Linked DNA regions of Mus musculus: all the other regions are linked to region 4. The links are chromatin contacts, called in public Hi-C, HiChIP or PLAC-seq and promoter capture Hi-C maps. All regions are on one chromosome and are shown on one strand. The core of a region is the stretch at or near the end of the contact, and the rest is flanking DNA. Distances in the headings are between cores, read along the strand shown.

Region 1 (2,930 bases), core at 329-2,828, 1.4 Mb before region 4:
TACCCAGCATGGGTGACAGCTCACTGTACAGCTTAGGAAGTCAGAGTTCCCTTTCTAAGTGACCCTGGTTTAGAATTCAGGCAGCTTAGCTGCTTTCTGCTTCCAGGCAGCTGGTCAGTCTTTACAGCTTCTCTGAGTCATGTCTTTGCAGCTCAGCCTCTAGGTCTGAGAGGGACTCTGCTTTTATTGCTTACTCTGGGGGGTGGGGGGTAGGGGTCCTGATTGGTCCGTTTCAGAGGCTTCTTTTGAGTTGTAGCCTTCCCTGCAGGGTGGAGAGATGGCTCTGATCTGATTAATAGCACTAGTTGCACTTGGAGAGGACCCAGGTTCAATTCTCAGCACCCACATGGTGCTACACAACGATACTAACTCCAATCCCATGGGACCCAAAGCATTCTGTAGTCTCTGAAAAACTTTTTTTTTTTTTTTTTACATTTGTGTGTACATGTGTGTTTGTCAGGTTCAGTGCAATGCACTTTTACCTGCTGAGCCATCTCACCAGTGCCTTAGCATCATTCATACAGTAACAGAAGGGAACAGGAAATTTATACTCATAGTTGGCCTCTGGTTTTCAGACTTGAGTTCTTGGCTTGGGGAACTTTCTAAGTTAAAGGACTTAGGATGAACTTGGTTGTCAGAACCAATCTGAACGCACAGGACCTTCCCACTCTGCTAAGTTGGCTACCAACTGGATGTTGAAGCATGGATACAACCACCTTAGGAGCTCTCAAAAACCAAGTTTACTGAGGGTTCTGTAAAGGTCCGTCTGTGCTTTGTGGTAAAGTCTTGGTGAATTGGATTAGAATAATAAACGGGGAAGGAGCCAGGGTTGGTGTCCTTCACTTGTAAAACTAGCACTTAGGAAGCTGAAGCAAGATTGCCAAGAGTTTACAGCCAGCCTAGATTATATAGCTTGTACCAGGGACCAACATGAAAACTTGTCTCAAGGCAAAAAAAAAAAAAAAAAAAAAAAAGTGTGGGGCTGGAGCCAAAGCTCAGCCGTTAAGGAAGGAATGCTTTGAGAAGACTGGCGTTCATTAAACAAACAGGCAGAAGCAAGTAGATCTCTGACTAGAGACAGACTTAAACAGGTCAACAAGGATTACAGAGACCATGCCGACGCCGACTCTCCCCACCCCCAACTACACACAAAACGATGGACTTTGAGTGTACCATCAAGAACCGTCCTTTAGTTCTCTCCACCTCAGGGCTTTAAGAAAATGAAGAATCCCACTACATCTTCCAAAAAGTCCTCGCTGGGATGCAGGGCAAGAGGACCACTGTGCGGCCGCGGCTCCTCCACAGTCCCTCGGAAGCTTATCCTCCGCGCTCCCAGAGGGGTTTCGGTCACTAGCTGTCCTTCCGTTCTTATGCTTGGTATTCCCTACAGAGAGCAAACCTTAACTCAATAATTATAGACGCATTTGCGCGGTTTTATTAAAGAGCGGGGCAGTCCGCCCACAGAGACCCTCTTCAGAGCCGGTGCCAGCTAGGCCTACTGTGCCCCAGCCGAGGCCACGCCCCTATCCCGTGGAGCCACTCCCTAGCCCGTAGAAGCAACGCCCCCTGGGGGGGCCGGAAGCGGCGGACAGGTCGGAGGAAAACCCGGATCGCTCTGGCCGCCGAGGCAGCGTGTGCGCAGGAGGTGCTGCAGGCTTAGGCTCCGGGCGGGCCGGGTCGCGCAGACTGGCGCGGTTGCGCGCCACAGGCCCTCAGGGTCCCCGCCCGGGTGCGGGATGGCGGCCAGCCTATGGATGGGAGACGTGAGTCAGGGTCGCCCCTGCTCTGAGGGGAACAAGAGGGTCTCGAGTCGTAGGGGGAGGAAGGGCCTGAGAGCAGAGGGCCTTCGGATCCCAGAAGGGTGGCCGTGAACAGGAAGGGTTTTGGTGACAGCGGGAAGCTAGATGGGGTGTGGTGGCCAATGCCTTACTCCCTGCACTTGGCGAGGCAGGAAGATCGTCACCAGTTCGAGACTCCATAGTGAGTTCTAGGCCAGCTTGGGCTTCGTAGCGAGACCTATTCACCCAGTCTTTGAAAGTGGAGTCTGGGCATCAGAATGAAGATTCCTCAGATGCTGACTCTATGGGGTAGAGGGTCTGGAATCCCCCTTTCCAGTTTGGAAAGATTTGGAGTGGGATGATTTGGGCGGATGGAGTGGGAGGAACCCCAAGAATTGTTATTAGGACTGGAAGCACAGGGAGTTCTATAAAGGGGAGCTATTTTATTTGTTTTTGTTTTTTCTTTTGTTGTTTTTGAGATGGGGTCCTTCACATAGTTCTGTCTGTCCTGGAACTCGTTATGTAGACTCACAGACTCCACCTACCATTGCCTCCCTAGTGCTGGGATTAACGGTGTGTGCCACGCCTCCCAGCAAGGGGAGCGATTTGAAGTAAAGGAGTTGGTTGGGACCGTTCCCCATTGCGTGGTAGGAAGCTTGGCTCTCTAGTGCTGTAGAGGGGGGTCCTGGACAGAGTGGGAGGGGCTCCACCCCTTACAGGGCTCCGGGTCATGGGCCTGAGCCTCTCCTCTCTGCTCTGGTTTTTATGCAGCTGGAACCCTACATGGATGAGAACTTCATCTCTAGAGCCTTTGCCACCATGGGGGAGACCGTGATGAGCGTCAAAATTATCCGAAACCGCCTCACTGGGTACACCTCCCTTTTCATCTTTCCGTTCAGTTCTCGATTAATAGAGCCTGCTGCCACTGTTATTCAAGGGAATAAATATGGCGGGAGTAAGAGCTTCTCGCCATCCCTAGCAGTAGTGAAAGAACCACAGAGGGTGGCTTACAGAGCAGAAGCGTTGAGTATTTCAGGTGTTGAGTATCCCAGTGATTCAGGGCAGGATGCTGGAACCTATTTTTGAAAACTGTTGTGTGATCTTTGCTAAGTTACTGTGTGTTTCATTTAGCTTTAGTTTATTTTGCTCTAC
Region 2 (2,724 bases), core at 133-2,632, 1.1 Mb before region 4:
GTGCATGCTAGGCTAGCTTCCTACTGTGAGCCACATCCTTAGGTGTCTGTGAAATACTTAGACACCAGATGCCTGGCTGTCATGATGATTTTCATAGTTAAGCCTCACCCCAGGTTACTGGAGTGTTATTAATCTCAATTCACAGTTTAGGTAACAAGTTAAAAGCTAAGTAGCTTGTCCAGAATCACACAATTGAAAATTGGCATTCAGAGTGATGAGACCTTACTGAGACCCTTTTGCTTGTCGGGGGTAAGAGCTTTGGATGTAAACCTTCTGTCAAAGCTGATGAGTTCTCTATAACTGTTGTCTTGTGAAAGTCCTTTTCTAAAGCTGTATTTGTGTGTGTGTAAAATGAGGATAATCATATTTTAGGAAATATATGCATAGTATGTGCCTATCATACAGATTTTATCAAAGGGAAAAGAGAAGAAGTGACATTTGTTTAATGTGGCTGGCTCTCCTTCCCCCTCCCTCTCTTCCTTCTTTCCTGGCAGTCTCATGTACCCCCAGGCTAGCCTTGAAACTTGCTATGTAGTTGAGGGTGACTTTGAACTTGTGACTCTGTTGCCTGCATCTCTGAAATGTTGGGATTGCAGATGTTTGCAGTCACTCTAGGTGCTCTTAAATACACACACACACACACACACACACATACATATATATATATATATATATATTGTTTTTTGTTTTTTTTTTTAGACAGTTTCTCTGTGTAACATAGCCTGGCTGTGCTGGACTAGGTTTTGTTTGTGTAGCCCTGGCTGTCTTAGAACTCACTCTGTAGACCAGGCTAGCCTCCAACTCACAGAGATCCACCTGCCTCTGTTTCCCCTGTGCTGGAATTAAAGGCATGCACCACCATCACCCAGCTCCTGCTAAGTATCTCTGATTAATTTTTACTATTGTAGTCGTGTGTATGTGTGTGTGTGTGTGTGTGTGTGTGTACACAGATGTGTATGATGTTTGCTTGTGTGGAGGCCAGAGGCAAACTGTGGCATAGTTCTCTTCTTTATATGGTTCTAGGGATTGAAGTCAGGTTGCTAGGCTTGTGTAGCTCACCTACCCTCCGAGCCTTTGTATTTTTATACCTTACTTGTACCCTTGTCTACTGAAATTGGATGTCTTTGGGTCTGTATAATGGTTGTATGCAAATATGTAATGCAGTTTTGTCCAGTGTCGATCTTTGGGTTTGATTCAGACTCACACTGTAAATTTTTTAAGTTTTTATTTGCATGTTAGCCTGTGTGTGAGTGTTCTGAAGACCCATTTCACAGCAAGTCTGGGTTTATAGCGTCATTTCCGGCTTGGTAGGACACAGTCTTGTGGTTGGTGTCCCCATTGTTGCTTTTATCTTTTGAAGCAGATGTGAAAGTAAACACACACTTGACAAACAGGAAGAGGTTTGCTCTGGGAGGGTGGCTTTTAAGGCAGCCTTTAGACAAACTGCCCGAAATCGGAAGAGTCTTGAATCTTTTTAGAAAGAAATAGTACCTCATTTTTGTGAAGTATATATTTAAAAAAATGCATTTAACCAAAATGATGACTGTACATATGTTTGTGCTTTTTATACATTTGGGGGAAGTATTATGTTCCTGTTTTCCTTTGAAAAAGAATACTGACGCATGCTTTTCTTCCTAGTGCCGAGTATCAAACTCAGGCCTCACTGAGCATGCTGCCTGCCCTCTGATCCTGATCCTGGCTTCTCTTTCTATTTGGAGGAACTTTCAACAGAGAGTTGTGGACATTTTTGGCTCTTTATGACATCTATCCTAGTAACATTGTACTTTGGGTTTTCGTTCTTAAGATAGGGAACAACACATGAATGCTCTGTAGACCAGGCTTGCCTCAAAATCATAGAGATCTTTCTGCCTCTCACTCCACAGTGCTGGGATCAGAGCTTTGTGCCAGCCACCACACCCAGCCTAAAGTTTTTCATGAGTGTGTGGGGTGTGTGTGTGTGTGTTTGTGTGTGTGTCCATGCACATGTGTATGGAGGCCCAAAGTTGACTTTGCACATCTTTGATCACACTCTACTTCCTTTGTTGAGTCAGAGTCTCTTGTTGAACCCAGAGCTAGCCAGTTCTAGTTAGTCAGCTAGCTAGTCATCGTAGAGATTCCTTGTGCCTGCCACCTGAGTGCTTAAATTACAGGTGGCTGTCACACCTGCCTTGCCGCCCTTTTATGTGGGTTCTAGGGATCTGAAGTCATGTCCTCATGCTTGCTTGGCAAGCACTTTGTCCACTTCCACAAAGAATTTGTATTGCTTTGTTGAAAATCTCCCTGCCTTCCTCCTTTCTTCTCCTTTATCTTCTTTCCCATACTTTCCAACTAGTAGTCCTTTGAGGATACACTTGTTGTCTTGTTTTTTGAAGCAGGGTCTCTCTATTCATCTCTGGCTGTCCTGGAACTCACTATTGATCAGAGGTCGACCTGCCTGTGCCTCCAGACTGCTGCAATGAAAGGAGCATGTACCACACCCATCAGGATTTTGAGGGCAATGTGATGTTGGAGCCAGACCTAGTTTTTTAGTAATATTATGTTTTGCTAGGAAAAAAAAACATTTTCTATCATACTAAATAAAATGAATTATCCAGACTTTTATGTGGGACAGAGTAATTGGAGATCATAGTAAGGGCTTTTGTTCCTAAAGATCCTCCTTCCTCTGGGGAGTTCCTTGCTGACCTCAGGGAGTATGGCTTTCTCTTTCTTTTTCTGTCCCAGAGG
Region 3 (2,700 bases), core at 72-2,571, 1.5 Mb before region 4:
GGTGAGTATTTGCATGCAGTATGTGCACATGAGTGCAAGTGCTCACATAGCCAGAGGTTCACAACCCTTGGAGCTGTAGTTAGAGTTGTGAGCTACCTGATATATAGTGCTGGGAACAGAACTCAGCCCCTTTAAAGAACAGCAAGTTCTTAACCACTGAGCCATCTCTCCAGCCATTATTATTATTGTTGTTGTTGTCATCGTCGTTGTCACTGTTGTTATTATTATATTACCAGACAGCAGCTGGCTGGCCTGCATTGGTTTTTGTTGGGTTTGTTTGTTTTGAGACAGGGTCTCACTATGTAATTCTGGTTGGCTTGGCCTGGAACTTTGTAGATCAAACTGATTTTGAACTCAGCAATAATCCAACCCTTGTCTCCAGAGCATTTAGGAATACTGGTGTGTGACACCACAACTGGGTTGTAATTTATTGCTTTTTTTTTTTTTTTTTTTTTTTGGTTTTTTGAGACAGGGTTTCTCTATATAGCCCTGGCTGTCCTGGAACTCACTTTGTAGACCAGGCTGGCCTCGAACTCAGAAATCCACCTGTCTCTGCCTCCCAAATGCTGGGATTAAAGGCATGCACCACCACTGCCCGGCGTATTGATATTTTTAATGTTATAGATTGCGTATTTGAAAGGTATAAGTTTTTCTATGTTTCCCTCTGTATGTATCGTATGTATACTTTTCCGTCTAAGATGGGTGTAACCCATGGGTTTGGCATTTAAAAAGATCCTCCAGCAGTGGCAAGAAGGGGGTCTGGAGGGTGATATAGCCCTGGAGGTTGGAATGAGTGCCACTTAGAAACAGATGGTGGCTTCTACTAGGTAATCGTTAGTGGGAAAAAAATTTAGTTGGGAGGGGGGGGGTGTAGAATGTCTGCGCTTAATAGGCTGGGTTCTGTACTTTCACAAAACACCGCGGGTAACTTGTTTGTAAGTTTTTTGCACTTAAAACTGGTTATCAATAGTTTGAAACAAACTGGACTTCTTTTGTAGAGCACAACACACACATCCTTTCTTGGGCATCGCCGGGAGAGTCTGTTCCCGAACGTGTCCTCCCAAGTCCCGAGACCTTCCCCTTGCTCAGAACTGGGCAAGGTGCCCAAATCCGTTTATATGCAGTGCACCGGACTCTGGCGGCGCATGCCCAGATCGGCAGAGTAGGGGTCAGGCGCCTCGCAGCGGAGGGCCGGCAGTTCCCGCCATTTTGTCCCGCTCGCCACACCGCTGGCCACTGCAGTGGACTACAAGTCCCGTGAGGCTCCGCGGCGGCACTTCCTACCCTCCTCACTGTCCGGCCCGCTCCCTCCGCCCCCCCTCCCCTGGGGCCGAAGGCTCTGGCTGGAGCCAGGCGGCCAGAGACCAGGTAGGATTTCCGGGAGAAAGTGCTGGGGAACCCGAGGAGGCAGCGGCGACTTGGGTAAGTTCCCCAAACTTGGGAAAGTGAGCACCTCCCGCGCGCGCGCAGCAGCGGCAGGCTCGGCTCGACTAGGGGTCGCGGGCCGAGCCTGGGTGGGGGGTTAACGGCGCCCGCGGCGGTCAGTGCAGCCAGGGCGTGGCGGGCGGTAGCCTCCTCCCTCCTCGGCCCTCCCACAACGGTCCCGCGGCGGTGTCCCCGCCTGTGGCCGGCCGGCGCACACTCGCGCTCTCCGCCCCCCAGCCTCCGCGGGGCCCTTTTGTCTGCGCCGCTTTTCCCCCTTTTGTGGCAGTGCACGGAGTCGCGGTCTCCAGGGGAGCCCGCACGTCCTGCTGGGGACTGCGCCCTGGGGATCTGGTTACTGTAACTGGATCGGGTCAAAGTCCATCTTTCAAAAGTGACCTCCCTCAGACCTCTGCATCCTGGCTGAGCAGAGAAGAGACTTAGGAGTCTGGCATAGTTTCAGTGGAAACCTGGAAGTTATTGTCCAACTTCTTTCTTAAATGTCAGCCTCCGGTAGCTAGGGATCAAAACTCAAGGCGCTAAGGCGCTTTTCTCCTCCAGTGGATGGAGTCTAAGAAAAAGAAGTGAGACTTGGAGCCTCAATCCCGGAAACCGAGAAAGAGTGGAAATTTGCTGCGATACGTGTGGCAGCTGGGATGGAGGGGTTGGGTGATTGTGGAGTGTGTGTGTGTGTGGGGGGGGGGGGGGGGTGCGGCGGCGGCCGCAAAGAACTCAAGCGAATCATTGCCTCGGAAACCTGAAAATTGGAGCAGAGTGATTACCAGGACATCATTCATTGCCTGCAGTCTTCGGCACTTCATTTTCCCACGCTGCTCCTCGACTCTCCAGAATACATCCCTTTCTCTTTTTTTAAACAACAACTCCACAAAGAAAAACTCAGCTCACTGAAAGCACCTGCTTTGTAGAAAAACCTAGATACCCAGTAGATTCTAGAAAGCATTAAAAAAAAAAAGGTTGAAAAAAAAAAGGCGATAAAATATGTATTTACTGGACACCGATGAATTGTGTGGATTTGATCCAGTTTGGTTAGATAGTGGTAACTGTATGTTCCGTCGAAGAACGAATCTTGAGACTTAGCATAGGGGTAAAGCTTTTATAAAGGCCAAGGTAGAGATCCTTTGAAAAATCGATTAGTATTTCAAATTCCTTGAGTGAAGACAGTTGGGACTCCTTTGAGTCAGGAAAGGTGTTTTGAGACGAAATTTCCACCCTAGACATGTAGGCAAAGCCTTCATTATTCTGACATTTCATAATGGA
Region 4 (2,700 bases), core at 127-2,626:
GTTCTCAACCTATGGGTTGAGACCTTTTTGACAACTCTTTATCTAAAAATATATTTACATTATGATTCATAACAGTAGTAAAATTATGGTTATGAAGTAGCAATGAAAATAATGTTACGGTTGGGGAGGGTGGGGTCACCACAACGTGAGGGACCGTATTTAAGAGTCGCAACATTAGGAAGGTTGAGAACCCCTGCTTTCGGTGGACAGGTGGGTCAAGACACACTCATGGAAAGGCAGGGGACCATGTTGCACATGTCCCTCATGCTTTATAGATATCAACTTCACCCACACAGCCACCCAACACACAGCTCTTATCATCCTCATCTTCTGTTTTGATCTAAAGAAACAGGCTCAGAGAGGTTCAACAAGTCATGTGAGACTGCACAGCAAAGGCTGGGAATGGGGGAGGGGGGCAGGGAGGTGCACACAAGAGCTTCAGGACAGAACTGGTTTGTACCACTGCCTGGTGCCACACGGCCTGTGGCCGGAAGCAGATGTCACCAGGCTCTGCGCAGCAGCCTACGGATTTAGGTTGATTTTGAGGAAGCTCTTCCAGGCCCAGGAGAGCTGTTAGCCACAGGTTCTGTCTGAGTCACTGAAGCCAAGAAATGTTTGGGCCTCAGAGAGCTAAGTGTGGCCAGGGGCAGGGGGTGAGGGGTAAATCCCAGCAGAAGAGAACAGAGACTCCAACTTTAGGCCACTCCAAAGGGAGAGCCTTATCCCTGGTCACTAAGACTGGACCTGGGGTCACACTGTGACAATGACAGCCACTGTGACATGCTGGCTGCCCCCCACCACCCCCAAGCAGTTCCCCAGCCACAAAGCTTAAGCCATCCTTGAAGGGAGAAGGTGGCAGCTTGACTGAGCTGTGAGCTGAGAGGAAGCAGTCGCTGGTTCCCAGTAGAAGTCCAAAGGTAAACCCAGACCCCAGACTAGGAAAGGGCCCAGAAAGCCCTACACCCGGGCCTGTGTGGAGCTTGGCATCCTGGAACAATCCCAACCTGCACTCCTCCCCGTTGCCAGCCTGCCTTTCTCTTTGCACAGCCACAACCAAAAGGGCACTATTCTGTTCAACTCCACAGGGAACTACTAAGGCCCAGAGTAGCACAGGGCTTGTCCAGGGTCCCACAGACAAGTAATAGGTAGCAATCCCCCAGTTGGAAGGTCTCAGTGTGTCCTCACGCACACACACACACACACACACACACACACACACACACACACACCAAACACCCCAGACTCCCCAATACTCACTATGTGGTAAATGGCCAGGGCTATGGTGGCGACTCGGATGTTGAAACAACAGCATGTCTGTCTGACCGGCGCTGCACGGGAGGCCATGGTGCGCAGTCCCCTCTTCGGAGGCTCTGAGTAAGGAGTCTTGGGCCCACAGCAGAACAAAAAAGAGGAAGCCACAGGCTGCCTGCCTCACTTCCGCCTTGCCCTCAGACGGTAGGGGCCAGGTCTGTAAGTCTGGGTTGTAGCAGCTGCAGGGGAGGGAAGGGGGGGGGGGGTCACAGGGAGCCCGACTGAGGCATCTACCACTCCCAGGGGCTCCAATGCTTCACCAGGGCTGGGCTCCGCATTTATATGCACTCTGCTTCCTGGATGCTGAACACCGCCCTAGAAGCCCTTTTCTAGAAAAAGAATCCGATATGGAAATCTGTCCCTAATCAAACAGTAGTTCTAATGGAAGGATTCAAACTCAAATGTGTCTGGTTGTAAAAACAGTAGCTGTCAGTAAACTGCTCCTTCGAGATCCTGTGAAGCTTAGCTCCTTACCTGGGCTGTTCCAGGGAGGGACTGTTGGTTTGGTTTGGTTTGGTTTGGTTTGGTTTGGTCTGGTCTGATTTGGTTTGGTTTGCGGGGGGAGGGGGGGGGCAGGGTTTCTTTGTAGAGCCCTGGCTGTCCTGGAACTCACTCTGTAGAGCAGGCTGGCCTCAAACTTATAGAGATCTGCCTGCTTCTCCCTACCAAGTGTTGGGATTAAAGGCGAATACTGTCACTTCCCAGGAGGAGGTGCTATTCTTATCCCCATTGCACAGATGAAAAAACTGAGGCACAGGATGAAGCCATTTCTCCCTTGCAGTCACCAAGATAGTCTAAAAAGGAGTGGGAACTGGAACGGAGGCCAACTGCCTCTAGAGTAGTAATTCTCAACCTGTGGATCATAACCTGTCCAGGGGTCGGCCGACCCTTTCATGGGAGTCACATATCAGATATTCTGGATATCAGATATTTACATTACAACTCATAGCAGAAGTAAAATTACAGTTATGAGGTAGCAACAAAACATAATTTTATGGGTGGGGATCACCACAGCATGAGGAACTAACTGTGTTAAAGGACCACAGCACCAGGAAGGTTGAGAACCGCTGCCCTAGAGGCCCTCCCTGAAGCTGGGCTTCTCACACATCTCCATCTCCTCCTCACTCTGGGCTCTGAAGAATTGTCACATGGGAAGCCATAGGCATGAGTGTGTACCAGGCCCCTGTAATAGGCTCTTTCTCTTGTGGTCTGTAACCCCTGGAGGAGATCTGGGAGACCCCTGGCCGAACCCGCTTTGCAGGGTCCCTCGAGACAGAAACCTGGGATTGTGCGTTCTTCCCCACTCTCTAAGAAACGTTGGAATTAGTAAGTTTGAGACTCTTCCCTGACTTAAGACTCTTCCCTGATGTCTCAGGGGATAAATGACCC
Region 5 (2,735 bases), core at 178-2,677, 1.9 Mb after region 4:
ATTTTCTCACACCAGATCAACTTCTGGGTAGACACCGCCTCTGAGCCCTATTGATTTTTCTGGTCAAAAAGTCTGTTGTGACTTTGCCCTCGGCAGCACGTTAGGAACCACAAGGTGCCTGCCAGTGGCTTAGCACAGCACGCAGTGCCCAGGGTGCCCCTAGAGCTGTTAGTGAGCTGCCTTCTCTCATCATCTGCATCTCAACTTTCAGCAGCGGTTGTGTGGAAGAACACGCCTTCTGCAATGCTGCTGCTAAGTGCGCCCCTAGCCATATGGACACACCCCTCGGAAGCGCGGCCCCTTCAGTAGGACATTTTCATTCTCTCTCCTATAACAAATATTCCTTCTCAATCATTACGATAACACGCACATACACACACCTCTCCCTTCCTGGGCAAAGAGAAAGAAAACAAAACAAAACAAAAAAAACCCCTGCTCACCCGGATATTCTGACTTAATGGACAGTTCCCTTCTCTTAGCACTCAGCCACCACCTCAAGCCACCTCAAGCAAGTAGGTATAGGGTGCTGAGTGCCATCAGACCGGTTGCAAGGCTGGTCTGAGGGTCGGTTACTCGTGATCGTCCGTCCTCTACCTCCTGCTGGGCACCATCCTCTCCTCCCTCAAGGTGTGTGACACCCGTTGCACCCGGGACGACCCCCGCGGCCACGCCCCCGCGCTCACCCGCAGTCAGGGGCCGGACACCAGCGGCAGTCGGGGTCCGAGGCCAGGTACCGGCGCAGCATGAACTCTTCGTACTTGTGCATGAGCGGCGGGTCGGCCAGCAGCAGACGGATGTCGTGTGGGTTGAGCCGCTCGCTGCACTCGGGGCAGCTGATGGGCACGCGGCTCTCGCTGATCTCCAGGCGCAGGTAGTGGCGGAGGCAGTCCCGGCACGAGCGATGCGGGCAGCTGAGGAGGCGCGGGGCCCGCTCGGGCGGCAGGCGCACCAGGCACAGCGGGCACTCCACCTCCTCCGCGCCGCCGCCCTCCGCCGCCTCGTCCTCCTCCGGCCCGGCAGCCACGGCCTCCGCCTCAGCCTCGGCAGCGGGCTCGGAGGGCAGAGCTTCCACCGGCGGGGCCTGAGCCTCAACCGGGGCCGGAGCGGGCGGCGGCGGCGGCGGCGGCGCAGCCGGGGGCGGCGGTTCGGCCTGAGGCTTGGTCCGGGCGCGGCGGCCGCGGGCCGAGGCGGAGAAGACGCTGTGGAAGGTGAGGCGCCGGCGCCGGCCGCCGCTGCGGCACTTAGGGTCGGGGGCGGCCGCATGGAGCGAGGTGGAGCGCGGCGACTCGGAGTCCTTCTCGGAGCCCATGGCCCGCAGAGGCTGAGGAGCCAGGGGCGCCCAGCGCCGCCGTAGCTCCCGCCTCAGCGCCCCCTCCCAGCCGGCGCCCCGGCCGCCGCCGCCGCCGCCACCGCCTCGGCAGTCCTCCCAGAGACAGAAGCCGACCAGCCGCTACGAAGTGGTTATAAAGCCTCCGCCCCGCGCGCCGCGGGCAACTGCGCAGGCGCCGGCCTCAGACACCTCACAACCCGCGCGGCCCCGCGAGAGGAGCTGGGCGGGGCCTGGAGGGCGGGGCCTGCAGGCTGCGGCGAAGCCCCGCCTTCTGCGGTCAGGTGGTCCGGCGCAGCCATATTTTGCACAGGCTCCACCCTCCGTTCCTTGTCCAGGAGTCAGGGGTCTTCTTTTCAATGAGGATGCCTTCATTTCGTCTGTAAAAAGAAGACGAGCGTTGATCTGGTAGTGATTCCCGCCGATCCACCGCCCAACATTTCTGTTGATGCTAGCCATTAAGTGGTAAGGAATATAGTCACTCATTGAAGATCCTCAAAGTGAGCCGCACTTCTAGATAAGACAGGCAGGCTCCCCTATCTTCAAGAATGAGTCCAGAGTTTTCATTCTAGCATTTGCTGTTTTCTGTCAACTAGTGAACTTACTCCTAAGCTGTATCTCTCAGGTACTCTGGTTAGTCACTGTTGGTAGAAAGAGGCCCAACAATTTCGCTTCTAGAAATGGTTTCTTTCAGTCCCCCTTCCCCAGTTCCTCTAACAAAAGACCCTTAGGCTTGGTGATGAGAAAAGCAAATACCTTCAACAGCAGCAAAGCCAGGTCAGGATTAGATTTTGGCTTAGAGAAATGAGAGAGGGAGGCTTATGATAGAGAATTTTCTTTCCATGAAAAATATGTCCGAAGATCGACAGTTCAAGCTTCTGTCTTAAGCTCACCTCATTCTGCCATATTCCAAACGGTGGGAAGAAAAATGTCTTATTTTAAGAAGACTGCTTAGGAAGTTCTGCCCAGTTTTGCTTGAATCTCATTGGTTAAAACAATCATCTTGATGCATCTTTCTTTAAAGATAAAAACAGTGTCTTGTTATTAATAAGGAATGGCAGTGAAGGCTTACAGTGATTCACTTGTCTAGCATGCCTTAAGGAGATGGGGGTGGGGATCGTGCAATGTAGGAACAGATATGTGAACATAGTAAGTTGTTTGATTTTTTTTTCCTGGCCAATACTTAAAACCAGATCCGCAACTCTTTAAACTTTTGAGATTACAACAACACAGCAAACGAAGCCCATTGGAAGAAATGTCCGGTAATGAAAACTAAGAACAGGGTCTAGTGGCCTAAGAAGGTATGATGTCATAGATGATCAAGCAGGTGTGATGTCATAGATGCCAAGACAATTTGTTTGCAAGAGGAAGTGGTCAGCCGTCAATTGTGACAAATGCTGCCAAGAAC
Region 6 (2,700 bases), core at 84-2,583, 1.4 Mb before region 4:
CTTAAAAGTTTGTTTCCTCCCTTGTAACATTTATGCCAATGCCATACATAATAGGTACTAAAATATTAAAATCCGTTAGAAAAAAATCCCTTCTGAGTTTGAGGGTAGAGATTCTAAAAGCATTTATTCAAATAATTTCAAGCAAGCATCTCTTCTTCGATGTACATGGTAGAGTACTGTATAACCTAAGAATCTGGCTCACAGTGATCCTAATCCCTCTTTGCATCCTCTTTTTCTTAAATGTAAAAGAATTCAAAGTGTTCTTTTGCTGCCCTTCCATCTATGACAGTTTGCTAGTGATATAGAGATCTGTGCTCAACGGGGGCTGAATGGAACAGGGCTTAAGGTACTTATCAAGTATATAACTGAGTTCAAACTGCTTTCAGCTTCACATCTGATTCACAATAATGAAGAAAAACGAAGACGTTTCATGTGGCTTTTCTAGGTTAAGTAACGGACACAAGAAAAAGCCTAAATGCCAAAAGCCAAATAGGCAGCGCCAAGAAGTCTTCCCCCGAATATATATATCCTAATCCTCCGGGTACAGAGAACAGATCGCTAAACCTTTTCAACTTTTCTCCCTTGAAGGCTGATCTCCCAGCCGTTAAGGACCCCCTAGTTCCTTCACTTTTAGGAGCTCGGGTCCTTACATCTCTGTCCCTCCAGAAACTCTTGAGTCTGAAAGCCCGGATCTTGTCCCCAAAGAAGACCCAGTCCTCACTGCCCGCTTCGATTCCCTTTCAAATTCAAGTCTTCTCTGCCTCCTTCTCTAGCTCCAGTCCTCAAGTCTTTGCTGCCCGGTTTCTGAATCCTTAGGAGCTGGGACTTTACTGTCCCGCTTCTGTCTCTTAGGAGCCCGAGTCCTCTCGGGCTCCACTTTTACCTCTCTGGAGCCTGTGTCTTCACGCCCCGTTTCGTTCCTACCCTCGCCTCCTATAAAGTGCGGGATCCTCACCATCCTGTCCCTCTCAGAAGGCTTTCCCTCAGATGCTGCAGAATCCACATCCGTCCCCGTTTCCTAAGTCTCTCATTCAGAGCTCGAGTCCCCAACAGCCGCTGCTTCTGCGAGCCCGAACCCCTCAAGTCCCGTCCCAAGAGCCTGGGCTCCTCAGCCCCGTCTCTTCCACAGCCTAGTTCTTCCAGCACTGACCCGCTGTGGGTCTGGGTCCTGACACCCTCCTCCCGCTCTTCGTCCTCAACTGCCAGGGCCCAAGACTCACAGGCAGCAGCGTCTATCTCCCCATGATATGCGGAGACTGCCCCAGTGAAGCTTTCGTCTCAGCAGCCGGTCCGACTGCGCGGCCCTCCCCAAGCACTTCCGGCACCGCTCCCCGCCTCCAACCCGGAAACGCGCGGCTCTTCCGGCCGCCGGGCGCGCGCCTCACTAGCGCAGGCGCAGATGGTACTACAACACGTGGTAGGACTGTGAGCCCAGCGCCTGGCTTGGCAGGTCGGGCTTTCTGCTCTGTGTGGCTTGCTGGTGGCGTGGGTCTACTCTGCGTCCCCTACCACGGCGTGAATCCCTGTCCTAGATGTTTCTTTACGACTCATCTCTTTCACGAGCGTGACCGGTAACCGACGGCCTCGGAGAGCTTCCAAGTCGCCATTTTTGGTTGGTGCCTTTGTGGTGCTATAAGGATGGGACCGCAGTTCTGCATAGATACCAACTATGGGACTCTCAACCAGCACGAGAACTTGGAGACTAGAGAAGCTGATTGTGCCTATTAGTTAATCTGTAGTCAACATACACTTGGACGAGAGCTGTCTGTGAGGGACTGGTTCAGTCCCTCACTTGGAGTATGTCATGTAATAGTGGAAGAAACGTGAAATTCCTAAGGGATGTAGGTTCTCAACTTGAATTGAAAATTCTTACTCCAAAGCCCGGGCTGGTACAGTAACTGTTAAACCACTAAGCCCTGAGATTTGAGTACTTTTTTTTTTTTTTTTTTTGCTAGGCATGTAAGCAACAGGCAGTTTCAGTCCCCGGCAAGGATTCTTAGTAAAATAGAGATCTCGCAAACGAGTGTATAGAAGTCTGACATCTCAGAGCTATCAACGGTTCCTGCCCATAAAGAATCCATTCTATCTTTGTATCTTCATCCCATTAGGCTCATCCACCCTCTTGGTCCAAAATCCTGGATGCAAGGGCTTAACCATTAAGTGGCAAACTGTTTATAACCTTATTTTTCTTTTTGGATTTATTTTATGCGGAAAAGTGTTTTGTCTGCATTTATATATGTACACCATGTGCATTCCTGGTGCACAAAGAGGTCAGAAGAGGGTATCTGAAGCCTTGCAATTGAAGTTACAGATAGTTGTGAGCCACCATGTGACTGCTGGCATTGACCCAGGCCCTCTGCAAGACTGCCAGGTTCGAGAGAAAGCCACCTCTCAAGCCCCAGCTTTATTTTTCTATCATGGTTCTCAGAGTTTGGCCAATCAGTTTTTGTGCTTGCATCCTTGGATGTACTAAACTGTTTTTTTGTTTTTGTTTTTGTTTTTTGCTGTGTGCTGGGTATATCCTGTTGGGGAAGTCAGTCATCATTGTCCTTAAGAGTTTACAGGCGCTAGGCAGTGCTAGCTCATGCCTTTAATCCCAGCACTTGGGAGGCATGGGCAAGATTTCTGAGTTTGAGGCCAGCCTGGTCTACAGAGTGAGTTCCAGGACAGCCAGGGCTACACAGAGAAACCCTGTCTCAA
Region 7 (2,700 bases), core at 10-2,509, 1.4 Mb before region 4:
TCGAGAGTGCTGGGATTAAAGGCATGTGCCACCACGCCCAGCTGACAAATGCCATTTTTACATATGTTTGAGAACAAGGAGTTTCAACAGTCCCTTACAAGGATTAACTCAATATGGCCCACAGCTGAATGAACCTCAGGTTGGTGTCACCAGGCTGGTGTCACCAGAGTGGCTGGTACTGCCTGTCCTCTCTGGCAGGCTGCCCAGTTTCTGCCCAGGGCACCTCAGCAGTGACTCATTTGCTGCTTGGCACTTGGCACATTACCCTTCCCTAAGCGTGAAAAGAAACCAGTAGTCAGAACTTTTTGTTGGATGTTTCTCTGATCCCATGTTCCCGTGGTCCAGATTATTAGGTCTCCCCTTGTTCCTGCAGCTTTGGGGTTAAAACATCTCCAGAAGGTTGTTCTGAAGGTTCACACTGCCCACTGTTTTTCGTGGAGAGAGACTGAGGTCTGAAAAACCATGTCAGAAAGGAGAGGGCAGAGCCAACAAGATGGCTCAATGGGAGCTGGGTGTGGTGACGCACGCCTTTGATCCCAGCACTCTGGAGGCAGAGGCAGGCGGGTTTCTGAGTTCGAGGCCAGCCTGGTGTACAAAGAGTTCCAGGACAGCCAGGGCTATACAGAGAAACCCTGACTCAAAAAACAAAACAGAAAAACCTACACCATCACGCCCAGACAGCCATTCTTTCAAATAAATATTTCACAACAACATTCATCAGGCTTAATTTCATGTCTTAAAAATCTGGGAAACAGCATTAGTGTTTTGTTTTTGTTTTTTCGAGACAGGGTTTCTCTGTGTGGCCCTGGATGACCTGGAACTCACTCTGTAGACCAGGCTGGCCTTAAATTCAGAAATCCGCCTGCCTCTGCCTCCTGAGTGCTAGGACTAAAGGCGTGCGCCACCCTCCCGCCTTCAACCAGGAATCTTAACCACTAAGCCACCTCTCAGGCCCCCTCCATGGGAAGTTTTTAATTGTAGCATCTATGTTCTGTATCAACTGTTCCTTCCACAAACAAAGTAGATTCAAACTCTGGAATCTAGAAAATATTTCTCTAGGCTTTTTTTTTTTTTTTCATTTTGCATATACCAGTGTATCCAGGCCGAGAGGACAAACCTCACAAGCTCAACAATTTCACGCTAAGACCGCCAACACCTTAGTAGGGTAAAAGTTCTCGATCCCATCAGCCTTAGCGCATTTCCAATGCTTCTAAGTGAGCGTAACCCTGCGCAGGCGCAGGCATAGTCGACCACGCCTGACTTCCGGGCGTTACTTAAGGTATAAATATGGCTGCGTCGGCGCGGGTCTGTCTCTCTAGGCGTCGCTCTCTTGGTGTGCTTGTTCTTGGTGAGTACAGTGCGCTGCTCTCGGCTGCTGAGGGTTTGCCCGCGCGGTCCCGCACGGGCTCCGCAGACAGGCAGGGTCGCGGCTGGGCGGACCCGGTGTGGGAGGCCGGGCTCACTAGCCGAGCATGGCGTGAGGTCACGCGCCTCCGAGCCCAGTAACCGTTTTCTTTCGGGGATCCCAACGCTCGCAGGATTATTGCCTGGGAGACTGAGTTGGTCTACGCACTTTCCTTTAATGTTCACTTTAAGAGGACAGGGTCTTTGGTTCCTGCCTTGTGATTTGAAGTGTTAGCCGCCTTCCAGCGTTCGGTTTTAACTTAATCATTTCGCCTTGCTTCCCAGTTATACTTTCTCTTCACCTTGTAACGGGATTTCTGCAGTTTTTTGTTCATTAATCTCCCATTTTTCAGAGGACCCTTTTTTAGGTAGATAATTTCTGGATAGTTTGGTTCCGATGGGGGTGTTGTGTTCTGTTTGCTTCAAGATCTGAAAAGGTGGCTGAAGTCTGTAGTCACAGCACTCTGGAGACAGGCGTTTTTGGGGTTTTTCCTCCAGCTGGAGGTCTGGCAAAAGGACCCTGTGGCATTTTGTCAAAAAAAAAGACATTACCATGACTATCCGACGTGGATATCCCGGGAGGTCACTCTCCCCGGGCTCTGTCCTAGTGGCGAGCGGGAGCTTAGGGCATTGCCCGGTGATGTACAGTCCCTTTCCACAACGTTGGAGATAAAGCTGGGCTTTCGAGTCTGCGCCTGCATATTCCTACGACTTCTCAGAGTCCTGTGGACCATGACTGAGGAGACAAACCATGCAGGAAACAGTTTTTTAAGTCATGCAATCTGGGGGTGCGTCCGAGTACTCTAAGGGTTTAACTTACTGATTAAAGTCTTCTCTTGCAGACCCGGTCAATGATTTCAGGTACTTTGTTGATGGAGGTACGTTCACCCTGAGGCTGGCTTAGTGCTTTCTGCTCCATGTGTACGTTATTAGTGATATACACTGTGTGTGTGGGGGGGGGGGGTGTAGTCGCCTGTTGAAGTTGACTAAACGTTTGGGTGCTAACCAGACATTCCAACGTGGATATCCCGGGAGGTCACTCTCCCCGGGCTCTGTCCTAGTGGCGAACGGGAGCTTAGGGCATTGCCCGGTGATGTACAGTCCCTTTCCACAACGTTGGAGATGAAGCTGGGCTTTCGAGTCTGCGCCTGCATATTCCTACGACTTCTCAGAGTCCCGTGGACCATGACTGAGGAGACAAACCATGCAGGAAACAAAAATTTAAATTCCTAAGGCTTTTGGTATGTCAACTTTAGGAACCTGATGTTTGTGTTGTTTTTTTTTTCCCCTCTTCCA

The links. Promoter capture Hi-C pulls out the DNA fragments that hold promoters and counts their contacts. Hi-C and Micro-C count contacts between places; a contact is called where the count stands out from the background. HiChIP or PLAC-seq counts read pairs in DNA pulled down with a chosen protein or histone mark.
Region 1: a promoter capture Hi-C map of the HPC-7 cell line shows a contact between it and region 4. The contact joins the promoter of Trnau1ap here to the promoter of Laptm5 in region 4. A contact is called at or near these places in 2 of 39 promoter capture datasets (the HPC-7 cell line and pre-B cells) and 1 of 115 datasets of contacts at active chromatin or transcription factors (pro-B cells).
Region 2: an H3K27ac HiChIP or PLAC-seq map of bone marrow-derived dendritic cells shows a contact between it and region 4, with 8 times the contacts expected there. The contact joins the enhancer-like site here to the promoter of Laptm5 in region 4. A contact is called at or near these places in 5 of 39 promoter capture datasets (the 3T3-L1 cell line, 3T3-L1-derived adipocytes, the C10 cell line and 2 more), 1 of 15 datasets of contacts at CTCF or cohesin (large pre-B cells), 2 of 484 Hi-C or Micro-C datasets (CD4 T cells and CD8 T cells) and 6 of 115 datasets of contacts at active chromatin or transcription factors (astrocytes, bone marrow-derived dendritic cells, bone marrow-derived macrophages and 3 more).
Region 3: a promoter capture Hi-C map of the HPC-7 cell line shows a contact between it and region 4. The contact joins the promoter of Phactr4 here to the promoter of Laptm5 in region 4. A contact is called at or near these places in 2 of 39 promoter capture datasets (the HPC-7 cell line and pre-B cells).
Region 5: a promoter capture Hi-C map of pre-B cells shows a contact between it and region 4. The contact joins the promoter of 1700086P04Rik here to the promoter of Laptm5 in region 4. A contact is called at or near these places in 1 of 39 promoter capture datasets (pre-B cells), 1 of 484 Hi-C or Micro-C datasets (CD4 T cells) and 1 of 9 other capture datasets (liver).
Region 6: a contact with region 4 is called in a promoter capture Hi-C map of pre-B cells, with 2.7 times the contacts expected there. The contact joins the promoter of Taf12 here to the promoter of Laptm5 in region 4. A contact is called at or near these places in 6 of 39 promoter capture datasets (the C10 cell line, the HPC-7 cell line, HPC-7-derived erythroid cells and 3 more), 1 of 484 Hi-C or Micro-C datasets (B cells) and 1 of 115 datasets of contacts at active chromatin or transcription factors (pro-B cells).
Region 7: a contact with region 4 is called in a Hi-C map of B cells, with 6 read pairs. The contact joins the promoter of Snhg3 here to the promoter of Laptm5 in region 4. A contact is called at or near these places in 1 of 39 promoter capture datasets (pre-B cells) and 1 of 484 Hi-C or Micro-C datasets (B cells).

Annotation. Positions count from the first base shown.
Region 1 is chr4:132,328,186-132,331,115 of GRCm38.p6, reverse strand. Trnau1ap (tRNA selenocysteine 1 associated protein 1) reads left to right here and starts at 1,578. Exons shown (of 9, transcript NM_027925.3): 1 at 1,578-1,763; 2 at 2,550-2,647. The coding sequence starts at 1,737.
Region 2 is chr4:132,039,074-132,041,797 of GRCm38.p6, reverse strand. The region is part of intron 1 of Epb41 (erythrocyte membrane protein band 4.1); the gene reads left to right. Among named protein-coding and RNA genes, the nearest start is that of Gm36157, 9.1 kb to the left of the region's middle. Within about 2 kb of position 1,382, at least 148 of the 459 cell types and tissues checked have an H3K27ac peak or open chromatin away from gene starts, as enhancers often do. A contact at or near this core is called in CD8 T cells, bone marrow-derived dendritic cells, bone marrow-derived macrophages and 1 more, where this site is marked.
Region 3 is chr4:132,421,067-132,423,766 of GRCm38.p6, reverse strand. Phactr4 (phosphatase and actin regulator 4) reads left to right here and starts at 1,321. Exons shown (of 13, transcript NM_001161797.1): 1 at 1,321-1,422.
Region 4 is chr4:130,911,992-130,914,691 of GRCm38.p6, reverse strand. It overlaps Laptm5 (lysosomal-associated protein transmembrane 5), which reads right to left and starts at 1,376. Exons shown (of 8, transcript NM_010686.4): 1 at 1,258-1,376. The coding sequence starts at 1,344. It overlaps Gm38599 (a long non-coding RNA gene), which reads left to right and starts at 800. Exons shown (of 5, transcript XR_001784452.2): 1 at 800-917.
Region 5 is chr4:129,056,845-129,059,579 of GRCm38.p6, reverse strand. It overlaps 1700086P04Rik (a long non-coding RNA gene), which reads left to right and starts at 1,427. Exons shown (of 2, transcript XR_868180.3): 1 at 1,427-1,792. Rnf19b (ring finger protein 19B) reads right to left here and starts at 1,436. Exons shown (of 9, transcript NM_029219.2): 1 at 684-1,436. The coding sequence starts at 1,309.
Region 6 is chr4:132,273,008-132,275,707 of GRCm38.p6, reverse strand. Taf12 (TATA-box binding protein associated factor 12) reads right to left here and starts at 1,333. Exons shown (of 6, transcript NM_025579.3): 1 at 1,221-1,333.
Region 7 is chr4:132,352,245-132,354,944 of GRCm38.p6, reverse strand. It overlaps Snhg3 (small nucleolar RNA host gene 3), which reads left to right and starts at 1,259. Exons shown (of 3, transcript NR_003270.2): 1 at 1,259-1,348; 2 at 2,247-2,282. Snora73b (small nucleolar RNA, H/ACA box 73b) reads left to right here and starts at 2,419; the gene lies at 2,419-2,623. It overlaps Snora73a (small nucleolar RNA, H/ACA box 73a), which reads left to right and starts at 1,966; the gene lies at 1,966-2,170. RefSeq lists a cis regulatory region at 1,001-1,520.